Linked DNA regions of Gossypium hirsutum: region 1 is linked to region 2. The links are chromatin contacts, called in public Hi-C maps. All regions are on one chromosome and are shown on one strand. Each heading gives the region's core, a stretch centred on a gene start, on an enhancer-like site or on the middle of the called end of the contact. The rest is flanking DNA. Distances are from core to core; before and after follow the strand shown.

Evidence for each region. Hi-C and Micro-C count contacts between places; a contact is called where the count stands out from the background.
Region 1: a Hi-C map of leaf shows a contact between it and region 2, with 2.4 times the contacts expected there. The contact joins the promoter of LOC121203634 here to the promoter of LOC107948232 in region 2. A contact is called at or near these places in 3 of 34 Hi-C or Micro-C datasets (callus and leaf).

Annotation. Positions count from the first base shown.
Region 1 is chrA04:22,266,443-22,272,153 of Gossypium_hirsutum_v2.1, reverse strand. It overlaps LOC121203634 (zinc finger protein 8), which reads left to right and starts at 1,648. Exons shown (of 1, transcript XM_041111365.1): 1 at 1,648-2,825. The coding sequence starts at 2,023. The coding sequence ends at 2,769.
Region 2 is chrA04:21,485,459-21,490,674 of Gossypium_hirsutum_v2.1, reverse strand. LOC107948232 (carbon catabolite repressor protein 4 homolog 1) reads right to left here and starts at 1,920. Exons shown (of 12, transcript XM_016882708.2): 1 at 1,287-1,920. The coding sequence starts at 1,444.

The DNA.
Region 1 (5,711 bases), core at 399-2,898, 780 kb before region 2:
TCGTACAATCATATATGTATATATCTGAAAGTTTAAGTTTGAAAATTTTTTTCAACTGATAAAGAATATCTTTTATTTTCTAATATATTACTAAATTCATATTTAAAAATAAAATAAAATAAAATAAAATAAAATTTGTGATAATTATACTTTTAAAAATAATTATAATTTATTAGAACTTGAAATTGTGAGTTTTACACATTTAAAAATGTAATTTACAATTATTAGTTAAAAATTGTTTGCTAATTTTATTGATCTAAAATAGAGTTATTACCTAATAAAATTCTAAGCATCTCAATTATCACTTAATTAATATAAGAGATAATTATATTAATTAGTTATTATTTTGAATAAGTTAAAAATGCTTTAATTATGATTTGAAAATTTTCTACCACAATATTTAAATTTATAGGTTAATGCATTTTAAGTATATTTAATAATTCAAACAAAAATATTATTTTATGTTAATTACTATAATTAAAAATAAAATATTTTAAAAAATGATTAAATATTAAAAATGTAAAATCACAAAACTGTTGTTAAAGACCTAATGTGAAAACATACCAATCGAAAATATTATTAATTGCAACATTCATTAAAATTTATTAAACAATTATATAACCAAATATTATGTTGTAATTTAATTTGAAATACCTTAAACCGATGCATTTTTATTTAAATAATTAAAAATATTGAAGTAATATTTAAAAATGATCTACTTCAATAAAATAGCACAGAAAAATACTTGTATGCCAAACTGATTAATAGTAAAAAATCTATAAAAAAATAATTATAAATTAAAAGTCACAAATTAATTAATTATTGGACTGCCCTTAAACAATCTTAAGTTTATAGCTACTGAACCATCTCCACAGATAAAATCAGCAGGGAAGAAATAAATACTGAAATGAATATAAGAAGCAATATTTCCTATTTAACCTTTTTGACCATAAAAGAGCTCCATTAAGTCTAGGTTTCTTAATTCTTCCTACTGATTTCAATATAACATTCTATGAAACCAAAAATTCTCAAAACACAATACTAAGATGGAAAATTGAAGGAATTGATAAATAAACATAAACTTGGTAGAATGATAGAAAAACTAAAAAGGAATCCCTTGCTTGGTTTACTTGAAAAATGAAATTTTAAACTAGCATATGTTTATTTCTCAATTTCTCTCTTCTCGTCATTCTAATTTGATTTTTATGTATTAAGATTGAAAATTATTATCTCTTCTATTTTCTTTACTTCCACTTTTCTTCCATAGTCTCAAAATTTATTTATTTTTTTTACTTTTTCACTCACTTGTCTCGTCCTTTCACTTTTCCATCCAACCAAATACACTCTTAATCTCAACCACCTAAAAGTGTTATATAAATTCGAAACCTTTCTGAAACATCTCTATATTTCATGATATATCTCTTTTAAGCACAAATAAAATAATGATATATTGATAAAAACTTTGATATTATTTGGGTTACATCTATATTACTCTCGGTATTGTAAATAAACTGGAAATTGAATAATATTTAAAAGAAATAATAGGGGAATTTATAATTTTAATAATTTTATAATTTTCTATAAATTATAAATAGGAACATTAAAACAAATCTTGAGATGGATTAGCGGATGTTTTAGTTTAGGTTGAATCATTGATTTTATATAAACAAATTTCCTTCATAATTTAAAAAAAAAAAAAGAAAAAGAAAAAAAGAAGATAAATTCATAAGTGTGGTAAATAATGAAGATGTTAGGAGGGTGTGGCAGATTTTTCCAAAACACTGTAAACATTTAAGTGAAAGGAGGCCAAGGTAGTCCTTTTGACAAACCCACTCTCATCCATCGGATCACAACTTCTCAGATCATGTGCCATGGCTTGCCTCCAACCCTTTTGTCCGTGCTTCCCTCTTCCATAACCATAACCATTCCCTCTCTATAGCCCCATTAGCCAACCCCCCCCCCCTTTCTTTCCTCCTCCTTTTCCCAAACACTTCAACCCACCCTCTTTTCTCTTGTTTAATCATGGAGAAGAACGAAAGGGAGACTCACGACTTCATGAACGTAGAATCCTTCTCTCAGCTTCCCTTTATCCGCCCTGCCCCCAACAAAGAAAAGGGCATCCGTTTGTTCGGCAAGGAATTCGGTGGTGTTGACCCAGCTACGCCCAGCAACGAGTCCGACTCAGCCGAGAACAACGAAGATACCACCAAGGAGAACGAGAACAATGGTGATAATAGCAGAAGGTTTGAGTGCCATTATTGTTGCAGAAACTTCCCCACCTCCCAAGCTTTAGGTGGTCACCAAAACGCTCACAAAAGGGAACGCCAACATGCGAAACGAGCTCATCTTCAGTCAGCAATGGTGCACACCTCTTTATCTGATGCTCATATTTATGGACTTGTTAACTACAGGCTAGGCTCAGCTCCAACACCACCAATCACTTACCCTTCATGGAACTCTAGCTTTACCGGTAGTACCAGTAGGTTTTATGGGAACCATACCTCCTTTTCTCATCACCCACCCATCAATGGCAGCCCACTGGGGTTATGGAGAATTCCTTCTACCCTTCAAAATAACTCTTCTAATTTCAATCCTGACCGTTCCTCATCATCCTCATCCTCGCATCCCTTGCCTTTGTTTACCGGCGATGAGTTGAAGCCGCCCTCTCAGGTTGTTGCTGGCGGTGGTGGTTCAAGCTCCCAGAGTCGGTACGTTTATGAATCCAAGCCAAGATTGCAAGACCATGTGAGTTTGGATCTACATCTGTAATAACTTTTGATTTAATTTTAAACGAGAAAAACAAAATCAAAATCTTTGCTCTGCAAGATGAGGCGATTATATTATATATATAATAATTCCTAGCACACAAATCTTTTAACATCTTGGATTTTCTTCCTTATTATATAGTATGATGTAAATAAAATGTTTTACGAATTCCTCAGTATTCATCTCTCTTCTAAACCATCAGCTCAGATGTGAACTTACGTACGTTAAAAAAAATAATTCCCAGTTCCAAAATGCTAACTCAAACATAATACAAGGTCTCCCTCTCTCGTTTTTTGAAGATTTATGATTTTTGCTGTCATGTATTAGGTTGAAAGGTCATGTTAATCTGCGTTCCCTATTTCAGAAACTTTCACATGTGTGAAGAATATTGTTTTCCGGAGTGGCTATATCTGTGAGAAAGCACATGAACATCTGTGTAGCCACACACACACGTGTGCCTAAATCTATACGTTGTCTGTCTGAAACAGGTGTAGAGGGTGAGAGAAAGAGATTTATTTAGGTGTAAGTTTTGTATTTAATACTGCAACAGAGGGGTAAAAAAAGACAGTTTAAACATAACAATACATTATATAAGGGGTTTTCCTGGTATCTGCATGAATTTCCTTTTTCATATAGGATAACAATTGTTCATTTCTTTTGGGTCTTGTTCATAGTATTAGATCAGAATGCAGTCATATATATGAAGAGAGTGTGAGAAAGACAACATTTCTTTTATGTTTAGGATGTTTGGAAATCAAACTTTAAATGATGTCTGATGATATATGCATAAAGATTAGCGGTGGAACTTCCTGTCATGAGACCAGAAGCTGAGGGTACAAAGGTGGCAACATTAAGGCCACACCCGGATCTTTTTTTTTTTTAACTTAATTAAAACAAAAATAAAATAAACCATCCAATACTTTTTTTTACATAACATAAATATGTATACTTTTACTAAGAAAAACATATGTATATACAATCAAATATTAAATTGTTTGAAAGCAATAACTAATAAATGAATATAGAAACCATATCTTTTAAAACAATCTTTAATTTTTACAAGAAACTATATAGTGATAAAAGAAATCAATTTATTATTAAATAAAATTTGAAAGAAACATGATTAAAACACATAAGATGATAGAGAGTTATGTGTGGTTTTGTTTGTAAGTTGGCTTTTTATGCCTGCAAAAGAGAGAGGGAGGTTAGGTAGATTAGTTTTGATTGGTGTATGGAGACGGCTAGCTGTAGAATTTGAAGATGCTTTAACAAAGGGAAAAGGGCATATCTTTTTTAACAAAACACAGAGGGTTTCTACTGTTGCTTTTTGATGTTGTCTTTTCTTTTCTTGCTAATGTACAACATTCAATGAATTTCCAACAATAATCCCATTTATATGAAATTTACTATTAGGTAACCTTTGGCCGATCTTATGTTGGGATTTGTGTTTTGTCTCTCGTCTGTTTTGCTAGACCCCTCTGACTAGTTTTACTTTGCATGTTCAAGAACCCATCAGCTTTACATTGTAATTCATATTCCGACGTATCTCACTTCAAACTGATTTTAAAGATTGCATGTCAATTTTGCAACTGCGAATAGCTTCCAATGTTGTTGAAGCAATTCCTCAATCCAAGTCTTTTTAACTTATCCATTCCATCTACTTCTCTACAATTATTGTTAACGGTGATCAAGCAAATACACTGTGTTAATATATTATAAACTCCAACTGTAACCTTTAAATTTCAGCAAATCAACAAAATTGATTTCATGTTTTTTATTTTCCCCTAAATCTCATATATATATATATATTATTTTATTTTATTTTTAAAATTCAACCCACCACACATATACTATATGTTTTTCAAGGCAATATGTATCTTTCCCTATTTCCACTATTTAAGCTTTTACAAATTTACTTTGTCAAAAAAAAAAATCTTTTACAAAATTAAATATTTAAATTCTCTTTATTTACTCACTTTAGACACGAAATTACTCCACCTAATATTTTCTATTTAGTTTTTTATTTTTAATTACAAAATAATGCAAATTTAAGTACATATTGAAATCATATAAAATTAAATATATTTGGTTTCGTGTATTAAAAAAAATTATATTCCACATCAACTAAAATTAAATATTTTAAATAGTATAATTCACCTACATATTAACCTTGAGGTGAATTTATTAAATTAAAAAAGTTCTAATGGAAATTTTGATTAAAATGTAAAATTAAAAAATATCTCAAATTTAATATTATTTAAATAATTGTATATTTAACATAAATTTGCATAAAAGTTATTAAACAAGACCGAAAAGGTAAGAGACGTCAAAAACAAAATATAATTATTATTGCTAGCCCGAGTTGTAGCGTAGTTATCCATAAATGTCATATATGCTATAATACATGGGTCAAATCCCACCAAGAGCAAATGTTGAGATTTTCCTCATGAGTGACCATGTGCAACGTTCCCACTTTATGAAATTCTCAACCGCTTGAGGTGCTTGAGCTCTCATTAGAGTTAGAAGGCAAAACCCCTCCCCTAATAAGTCCTTAGCTTAATGACAAGGTTAAAGCCTTAAAAACTTGAAGATCCCAGATTCAAGTTTTGCTCTATATAAATCATGTGTGGGTTCTCAATCTATATTTATTTTGGTTTATATCCCATTAAATGTAGACCCTTTATAGGTTTATCCTGGTATAGGTTTGAATATATTCTAATTATCAATATATTCATGCTTTATAATATGATTAATTTTGGCTATAGTTGATCGGATATATTCTTTATAATTACAACTGTGATTGTAAATGTAACTTCTAAAAATACACTAACATATATTAATTGAACAATATATTATGTTTAACATATGGTTATATTAGAATATTTCTATCATCGTGTCAAACACAAAACTTGCCTTATTTATTTGCATGTTTTGCCAAAATAATT
Region 2 (5,216 bases), core at 671-3,170:
CAAAACAAAAGTATAAAGTTGACCTAAATACCATACAAGGACTGAACAATCAATAAACTCAACTTCATATTTTACTAAACATCTTTATTATATTACTACATGTAACTGAAACCGAAACTGAAACCATAACCAATGTTTAAAGTTCTAGGATCTTTTGTGATGAAACATAAGGCAACCATTATAAATTTCAAGTTTCTATTACCTTTTCAGGAGTTTCTGGTAATTCTTGAAATAAAACTAGACTTACTTGTTCAACCCCAAGTTACTTTAAATAGCAGAAGCTTGATAATTACCAGTAGCACATTAAATGCCTTAGGAGTACCTTTCTGGTAACTCTTTCTTCCTATGATCAAATATTAAGTGTAGTTACTCTCAGTCTATGTTGAAACGTTCTTACGAGCTTTCATAGGAGTAGTGGTGCCAGGTGGCCACAAGAATGAAAACAAAGGAAACAAATTATTGCCTTCTATGGAAGATTCTAGCTCATTGAACCTAGTTTTGTCTATGACGCATAAAGAGACAAAGAGCTCAATTGCAACAATCTTGACTCAAGCAGCGAAAACTAAATCCAAGTAAAACCAAACAAAATGGCATGAAACTCAATGCCAGAATCAGACTCAAGAAACTACTTCTTGATACTTCAAGAATTTAAAAAATAAACACATCACTAAACAAACAAGATAATCCAGAACACGGAGTAACAAAAACAGATTGCAATCCAGTAAAAAGCAACCACACTATCTCCAAATGCACAGGTAGAAAAACTCAACTTATAGACCTCAATTCCACGCATCCCTTACGGAAAAACTCGACAATGTCACATATACTGTATTTACTAAAAACAGTCATATATATCAAACCCAAAAACCAAACTCAAACCCCCATTGATCAAAATGAGAACTACACAAAGGCCAAAACACCAAAAAGTAAAAAAAGAAAAAGGAATGAAACATAGAATCTAAGAAATTGTCTTATAATGCAAACACTTGCCACCTACAAAAAGCAGTTCACACATTTAGTAAAAAGCAATCAAATAATAACACACCCAAAAGAACTAGCTCAAAATCCAATTGGCCAACATGACAACTAACCAAAATACATAAACCAAGAAATAAATAAATAAATAAATAAATAAATAATAAAGAGTTTAATTGTTAATTAGACATAAAAAATTTCATACCACTTGAAAAGTTAAATGAAATTAGCCTAGCCATTGGCATAACCCCCGCAACCAACCAATAAAAAACCTAAAAGATAGATTCTTCAACGGATTTAAAAACACTTACCACTTATACCTCAAGAAGTGGCCATCAAGAGGGGCCGACTCAGGCACATCATCGGTTGTAACGGTCTTGTCAGGTCGGCGTAAGAGCACGTAAGGCGTGAGCTCGCAGCCAACAATTGGTATATCAGAAGGGAGGTGCACACGTAGCACGCTCAGCATGCTTTAACTTCTCGGGCTTCCTTGGTCGGTCACAGTTCGCAACGGTCACCACTTGGTAAACCTATCAAATCCAATCCTACACTAGCAAGAGCAGCAGAGCAAGAAATGACCTCGAAATGATGCGCAATCTCATCGAGGCGGAATCCAGGCGGATCCGCCATTTACTTGACCCGAAAACCCGCCAGCCTTGACAATCGTCCTCCTTTTCTTTTTCTTTCTTTTTTTCCGATTAAACAAACCCTAGAAGACTTGTTGATTAATCCCAAATACAAACATGCAAGAACCAAGAACAGATCTTGTAACGGTATTTAGGGTTTTGAAATAGAGAATGATTGAAGGAATGAATCGAAGAAGAGATATAGAGAAAGAAAGGGGGGAAATGAGGGGAACGAATGATAGTTAGGGTTTTACAGAGGACGTGAAAAAGGAAAGTCTTTATTTATGATATCTGTATATTATTTATAGAGAGAAATAATTTTTTTCAAGGATAAAAATTAATACATTTGTAATCTTTCCAGCGATATATCCATATAAAATTGACGTAATTTTAACTTTAATATTTATTCTTAAAAAAATTAAAATTAAGGCAACACATGTCTATTCATCTAAAGGAAAGTTTAGGTGAAAAAGTCCATAAATTGATTGTGCTAAGTAAATCCAATCGATTTAATTAATTTATATGGTAGGATAATCGGTTTAAGTTTTTTGTGTGGTGTACTTTTGGTATTCAATTTTCAAATTAATTTAAATTTAAATAAAAAATTTAATTCAAAAACTACTCTTTAGTCTAGACTTGTCCAAAGGTCCTATAAATCTCACTCGACTAGGATTAAGTTTAAATAAATATTTTCACACCTTGGGTCCACTTGCCCTGAGTTCAATTTCAACAATGAAAAATATTTTTAAATTTAAATTTAATTATAAAAATATATAAAATATCAATTAAAATATAATTTTTATCATTTTATTATTTTTTAAATGGTAAAATGGGCTTTTTGAGTAGACCAAGCTTGGCCGAAAACGAGTCTGGACTTGAAAAGTTTTTTGGAATCGGGTCTCTACCTAACCCATGGATACCTCTACCGTAACCCTACCCCAATAAGGGATGGCAACGGTGTGAGGCAAGATGAATTATCTCAACCCCAACCCGAAGTTTGACCAATTTGCCCCGACCCAATCCCAAGTCTTAAGAAAAAACTCACCCTAAGCCCAAACTCAAAATTTAATAAAATGCCTAACTGCATCTCGATCCGACCTGAAATTAATTTAATTATTTTATTTTTTATTTAGAAGCATATAAGAATAATTTTTTAATTTAGACTTAAATATTAATATATTTTTTTATATATGTATTTTATTGAAAGAAAATATTTAATATATGTATATATTAGGGGCAATTTTTTGAAAATATCCCAGGGCAAGGCAAAGCGGATTTACCTCTCTTGACAGACTATTTTTATAGTTTCACCCGTCTGAATCCTATTTCTCAAAAAAAAAAATCCGACCCTCATGGATCGGGTTGGGCCGAAACCTATCAAATTCAAATTTTTTTGCCATCTTTAATCACTGCCCTTAAATAGGAATATAAGTGCGCTTCAATATGCTTAAACCCATTTTCTCTTGTACCGGCAACAATGACGATGCCAACCGAGTTCAAACTCAATCAACAAAAATAATTTAATTAAATTCAACTAATTTTAAAAGAATTCGATTGGTGATTAAATCAACTGCATTATCAATTTTCAATTCACCCAATTTAACTAGTTAAACCATCTATTCAATAAAGGATAAATCCCAAAAATATACATAAACTATGGTTTAATGTACAATTGTATACATGAACTTTAATTTTGTGCAATTTTATACATAAATTTTTGATTTGATCCAATTCTTGTAAATTATTAATACAATTATTGATATAACATCATTTTATGTTTATATATTGCATGCATAAATAATTATATTTATCTAATTTAAAAATAAATTGATGTATCTATTTTTTTAAATATGTATAATTAAATCAAAATTAAAGTTTCAAGTATACATTTGAACCACAATTAGAGTTTTACGTGTATAATTACATGACCCGCAAATTAAAATTCACCTATATGATTACACATTAAATCAAAGTTTATATATAATTTTGAGACTTATTTCATTCAATAATTACAAAATAAAAGGTTTCAAAAAAATATAAAAATATATAAATAAAAAAATCCCAATAATAATAACGTGACCGGCAAATAAAATTTATTTTCTCTTGTCCATTTATTTTGCTGATTTGAAGAAGATGTTGAACCAAATTTCATCTGAATGATAAATCATTGATTGATTGATAAAAACTACTACAATTTACCGAATCATATTATATGAAATTTTATCAATAAACTTTTAATTAATTATTAGGTAAAAATTAATAAACTAGTCATTGTAGGTTAGATCAAATAGTAAATTAGATTTTCTATTAAAAATTTCTATCAATTTCTATTGTTAGAAATGATATAGCTAACAAATTAATCAAACAACGACATTATACCTCATATTGATGTAGCATTGTTGTCATATTATCCAATATTTAAAAAATAAAAATTCCTAAAAGTTAAATAAATTTTTAATTATTATTTTAAAAAATACATACATGTTTATTCATTGAACGTGGTTTTTTAAATAATTATAAAATTATAAAAAAATTAAAAATATAATTCTTAATATTTTTAAAATTATTTTTAAAATTATTTAACAATATGGACAGATGGTTATTCTAAGTTAATTTTAGCCCAAATAATTATTGTCCAAGTTCATCATAGACATTGCTTTTATTATTTTTATTTTTATGAATTTTTAATAATTTAAATACTTTTATAAGTTCTTATAATTCTTTATATTTTTTAAATATTTTTATATTTTTTATAATTATTTGAAAAATCATGTATTGAATTGTAATTTCTCAAAAATTTCAATTTGACACAGTAATATTCTTGCAGCAGATACAAATAATTGGTGAGAAAATTTGAAAATGAGTCATATAAAGGAATCATATGAAAGCAAATTTGATAATTGGGTAGAAAATTATGAAAACAATTTTTTGAATTTTGAAAAGTTTAAAGATTAAAATATAAATATAATCAAAATGAGAAAAGAGAATTACTATTGATGAATTAAAATAAGTATAAATTGGAATTAGTATGAGTTTAGTGAAAAATAACTTTTGAGACTAAATTGGAAAGATAAAAAAATATATAGATTAAATTGTAAATTATAAAGAGAAAAATATGTAATTTTCACCCTACATTGATTTATATTAAAGATTATAAGTGATATTAGATTTGGTTTCGATAATTACCTATTATTGTGATGAAATTATACAAAGAATCAAAAGTAACAAAATGATAAGTTTATCATAAAAGGATATTTTATGGTAGAAATATTATGAAATTCATTTGTATCATATGGGCCATGAGTTACAACAGGAGCCACAATTTATGAAATATCAGGTTTAAAAGTTGGACTTGGGCTTTTAGCCCACTTGAATTTTTTTTTAATTGAACTCAATTTCAGCTAAGGAGTAGCCAACCATGCCTTTCATGTGAGCTTTCTCTTCCTTACTTTCTCCTTCATTTTTTTTATCAAAAATATCTTCACCCATTTTTAGATTTTGTTGTAGTCACTTATAAAATTACCTTCTAACCACATTTTCATCATCAATCATATAATTTTTAGTCTAGGTTTTTATGAGTTTTTGAGCGAGAAAATAGAAGACATTGAGAAAGAA